Regions from separate parts of the Hordeum vulgare genome. Here region 2 is linked to region 1. A link is a contact called in public Hi-C data. All regions are on one chromosome and are shown on one strand. Each heading gives the region's core, a stretch centred on a gene start, on an enhancer-like site or on the middle of the called end of the contact. The rest is flanking DNA. Distances are from core to core; before and after follow the strand shown.

Region 1 (2,650 bases), core at 58-2,557:
ACGAACCCCGGGATCTGCGGGTCGGGCTCCGGCGGCTGGTTTGCGAGCGCCACCATGTGGTAGTGCGCCGGCGGGGCGTCAGCTGCCATGAGCACGTCGATGGCCTCCCCTGGGGCGACGGACACCATGTCCGTCTTGTACGGCGTCAGGTAGTAGCCGTCGGCGCCCACCACCGTGAACGTGTGGCCTGCGACCTTGAAGTAGTACTCGGAGAAGAGCGCCGTGTTGACGATCCGCAGCAGGTATGTCTCCCCGCGCACCACGTCCAGGACGAAGCTCTCCTCCGGCTTGCCGGAGCAGTTGCTGAGGTCGCCGAGCTTACCGTTGATGGTGGCCGACAGCGGGTTGTCGTCGAAGTTGCCGTCATGCATCCTCCGGTCGAGCTCGACGAGGTCGAGCTCCCACCACTCGCCGATGATGATGGGCACGTCCTTGGCGGGCGTCGGGAACGGGTACTTGCCGGCCTTGGGGCGGATGATGAAGGCGCCGGCAACGGTGGCGCGGAGGCAGGTGACGTGGGCGTGCCACCACAGCGTGCCGACCTGGCCGGTGACGTTGAAGCGGTAGACGTGCTCGCCGCCGGGAGGGATGGGGCATTCGGTGACGAAGCCGGCGCCATCGGACCAGCAGCTCATGATTTGCCGGACGCCGTGCCAGTGGATGGTGAGACCATGAGGGAGACGGTTGACGACGTGGACCACAACCGTGTCGCCGTCGGTCACGTCGATGGTCGGGCCAGGGAGCTGCCCGTTCACCACGTAAATCTTGGTCGTGTTGCACAGGTGCGTCTGGTTCATCTCGTGCACCTGAAAACCATTAATGCATATATATATATTAGTCAAACATACGCCAACTGATTACTCAACACTTAACCACTCCTATATAAAATAATCAACAGGCTATAGATATATATACGGTAGTCAAATACAGTATACGTAAGTGATTAGTCAACAGTTAACTAATCAAGAAACTTGATAGCTAGTGACAGTTGGTAAAAAAAAAACCACACAAGCAAGTTTACTATCGTCACGACTTGGATAAATCGATAGTAAACCTACCGAGAAGTTGTCGATCAAGAACATGCCTTGATGAAATAGATAGATAGATAGATAGATAGGTATTGTATACTCACCACAAAGGTGTGTTCCACGACGGCCGCCTCGCCGCCGGCCGCCGCTGCCAGAGCCGCAAGGACCAAGGCGCAGAACAGGGCTGCCGCCATGGAGAGCTTCTCCATGCTTTCTTGCTCTGCAAACGCAGTGCTATGCCACTCTCGATGGGTAGTTAACTCGCTGCTCAATGGAAGGGTGGTTTGCTAAGCCTGTGTTGTGGCCTATTTATACACTCGAGGGACAAGGCGCCGGAATCCTACGGCCGTTTGCAATCGTTGACTTGACCAGGCTAATCAAACCAAGCGACATGAAATACCATGTTGATATCATGGATCGTGGCACCAGCTAGAGGAGAGGCTTCATAGGAAGACCGTGATGTGAAGGGAGGTTACAGATTAGCATCATTGAAGTGGCCACCTAACATTTCGCCATGAGCAGTTAGTTAGTTAGTTTACTACAAGTACTTGATAATCCAGAGAATGACAAGTCAATCGCGGCTATGTAACTAAGCTAGCTAGAGCCTAGGCGACGAGCCGGCGTGAGAAAGTGCAGTGCGCACTGAGTTATCGCGGGTTCAAAAGACGTTCACGACATCAAATCCCGTTCTATCTTTGCATCCGAGCTCAAATGAGGTCAGGTGAACAGTAAATTCGACATAATATTTTTAAAAAGTTTTTAAAAAACCTAATTTTCTTTTAACAAAGTTTGACAAATGTTTTAAGTGCTCGTAAAATTTCATCATGAAATCACATTTTTGAAAGTTGTGATAAAAAAATAAAATCAAAACTCTAAAAATGCTACTTTCAAAAGCATTTTGGAGCACTTGTTTTTTGCCACCACTTTAAAAAATATGATTTTAAATTAAAATTTTGCAAGCTATTAAAACATTTCTCAAAATTTTCTGTAAAAAAAATCAGTCTTTTCTAAACATTTTTCAAATATTTTCTGAATTTACTGTTCATCCAAGCTCATTTGAGCTCGCGTGTAGAACATCACTTTCCCTGTATAACTTCTATCTCAGGTCAAATAGTGCAAAGTTTGATCAAACTTGTTAAAAAAAAACTACCAACAGCTACAGTATCTAGTATATAAATAAGTGTGTCTAGGGCCCATCTAAATGTAACATAGTTCTTACATATCTAAATGATTGAATCAAACATGAAAAGAAAACACCAATACAAATCTTCGTGCAAGATTAATGATATAGGTCTTAGATTTTTTTGGAAAATGAGGTTAAAATCCCCGACCTCTGCATCAATCGATGCATACAACCATCTTTATTTATTATTCAACATTGTTCTAACAGGAACATACATCAAGCCACCGGAATCCACCTCTCACACCTATAAAACTGGATAATATGGAGTGCTCTCACTCCTCATGTCTAAAACCGATGCTTTCGCTGATCCATCAACATAATATCAGATCTGACCGGAGGCGCCGCCGACCAGTCAACCATGGACACATCTCCTCCTGATCTGCCCTCCCCACAAAGCCGCCGGAGCAGCACCGTACCGCCGAGAAAGGCGAAGACCGAA
Region 2 (2,650 bases), core at 63-2,562, 280 kb before region 1:
ATCCGGAAACGCTACCTCACTCCGCTCTTGCTCCACCTATTCTTCTCCTTCTCCGATATCTCCAATCCATTCTAACGACTCTCGCAACCATGTCGAGCTCCGGCAGCCGCTCTGACTCCAACCTCGATGCCGACGATGAGCTGGCCCCCCGCATTGCCCTTGAGAGGTTCAATGTGGACATGAGGGACAATTTTAGATCTGTCGTCTCGCCTCTCCCTCGCTAGCGAAGCGAGGATACCAAGCCTTCCCAGCCCGCGCGCAGCTCCGCGAGGACTACGCAATCCCGCCTCCACATGTTGTCCCTTACCACCGCCGGTTACTGCTCCCCCTCGTGGGGCAGCAGTGGGTGTTTGTGTCCGCCCAGCCAGCCCGGACGCGCTCGCTGGAATCAGGGGAGTGCGCAACCCGCCGCTAGAGGCAACGGGTAAGGGAGCGGGACGCGGCGAAGAAATATGTGTGTCGCTGCCACGAGTTTCGACGAAGCTCGACGAGGATGAGCGGCTCCTTGCTTAGGTCTACCGCCGTTTGCTTACAACGACGGAGGTAGACGCTCGACGGCTCCGTCGGGAGAATGTGAAGGCGCTTCAGCTTGCATTGAGAGTCTGAGCGCGAGGTCAAGGAGAAAGCGACAGAGGCGGCTTAGCTGGCGAAGCTCAAGGGGCAGCAGGACAAGACCATTCGATTGCTCAAAGGGCTCATCTTCCACTCCTTGTTCTCCTCCTTCGATGTTGGCGATCTTTCGATGAACGAAGTGTGCATTTGTATGTTTGTTCTTATGTCATTTTAATAATTTACGTAGTTTTGGGCATTGCATGGTTTAGCATAGATTCAGAAGATCGAATATAAGTTACATGGATGTAAACGACGCGATTTGAGTCCGCGTCCGTTTGAAGGGTCGGATCTAACAAGTCTTGTTGTACTATAGATACTCTAAGAGCATCTATACCTGGACTTGATAAATCCGATCCCTCAAACGTTCGTAGATACTCATCTGTCACGTTTCAAATAATGCATTATACAACTGGGATACGCGTGGCCAACGCTGCCGAGTAAGGTTCAAAAAAGGAAAGAAAAAAAAAACCCACTATGAAGTAGTACGTGCGAGACACTATGGCCCGGACGGCACGAAAGGTACGCGCTGCCTTGCCTCCCCCACCACGCCATCCCTTCCGCCGGTACCGTCACTGCGCAAGCTACTACTCCGTCGGGCGCCCAGGCCCGGCCCAGATGGCGCAGCGGGCCCCACTTCCCAGCGAGAAAAGCGACTCCGTCCTACTCCGGAGTCCGGACCGGACCAGGCGAGGTAGAGCTATCGTGCAGCCCCGACTCTCCTCTCCCCATCCCCAGACCCTGTCCCCCTCCCCTCCAATCCTCCCCGCCCCTCTCCTCTCCCATGGCGACGCCGGCCCTACCAAACCCTAGCCCGCTCCTCGACGACGCGCCGCCGCCCGAGCCCAAGCAGCGGCGGGAGACCAAGGTGTGGAAGCCCAAGGTGCGGGAGCCGGCGGCGGCCGCCGCGCAGGATCCGGACGCGCAGGACGCCGAGGAGCCCGAGCCCGAGCAGGACGAGGGCCCCGAGCCGCCCCCGCTCCTCCCCACCGACGCGATCGAGCCCACCCCGTCCGGCGCCGAGGAGGACGCCGACGCCGACGACTCCTCCTCCGTCTCCTCCGCCCCTGACGCGTCCGCGGGGGGCAAGACGGAGAGGCCGTTCCCGGCGGCCACGGACCTGCTCCACATCTCCTACAACCAGGACTACGGCTGCTTCGCGGCGGGGACCAAGACCGGCTTCCGCATCTACAACTGCGACCCCTTCCGCGAGATCTTCCGCCGCGACCTCGGCCCCTCCCCAGCCGCGCCCGACAACGACCAGGCCCTCCATCAGCCCCCCGTCGCGGGCGTCGGCGGGGGCGGGGGCGGCATCGGCGTCGTCGAGATGCTCTTCCGCTGCAACATACTGGCGCTCGTCGGCGGCGGCGACGCCCCGCACTACCCGCCCAACAAGGTCATGATCTGGGACGACCACCAGAGCCGCTGCATCGGGGAGCTCTCCTTCAAGTCCCCCGTCCGCGGCGTCCGCCTCCGCCGCGACCGCATTGTCGTCGTGCTGGAGAACAAGATATTTGTCTACAACTTTGCCGACCTCAAGCTCGTGCACCAGATTGAGACGGCGCCCAACCCCAAGGGCTTGTGCTCGGTGTCACAGCAGCCCGGGTCTATTGTGCTGGTTTGCCCGGGCGCACAGAAGGGGCAAATCAGGGTCGAGCACTATGGTGCTAGGAAGACCAAGTTTATCAATGCGCACGCCTCCCGTGTCGCCTGCTTCGCATTGTCGCAGGATGGGAGACTCATTGCCACCGCAAGCACTAAGGGGACACTTGTAAGGATCTTCAATGCCGCTGAGGGCAATCTTCTCCAGGAAGTAAGTTTTCTCAACGTACATTCTGTTGATAAATGATAAATGATGGGGAGTATCATATTTGACTCATGCAATCAGATGCTATGCTAGGTTAACTGAAAATGAGTACACCCTCTTACTTGAGAAACTTCTAGATGATACTTTCAATAGCTGTAGGACTAGTCTGTTGAATTGTGCTAGCATGCGCCAACTATGCTAAAAAAAGACTTGGCCCTCCACTGATGCCAGCAG

Evidence for each region. A called contact is a pair of places that touch in the nucleus more often than the background predicts.
Region 2: a contact with region 1 is called in a Hi-C map of leaf, with 2.1 times the contacts expected there. The contact joins the promoter of LOC123445353 here to the promoter of LOC123440786 in region 1. A contact is called at or near these places in 2 of 6 Hi-C or Micro-C datasets (leaf and seedling).

What each region holds. Positions count from the first base shown.
Region 1 is chr3H:583,486,133-583,488,782 of MorexV3_pseudomolecules_assembly, reverse strand. It overlaps LOC123440786 (laccase-19), which reads right to left and starts at 1,307. Exons shown (of 2, transcript XM_045117333.1): 1 at 1,133-1,307; 2 at 1-806. The coding sequence starts at 1,237.
Region 2 is chr3H:583,766,518-583,769,167 of MorexV3_pseudomolecules_assembly, reverse strand. LOC123445353 (autophagy-related protein 18a) reads left to right here and starts at 1,312. Exons shown (of 4, transcript XM_045122322.1): 1 at 1,312-2,422. The coding sequence starts at 1,394.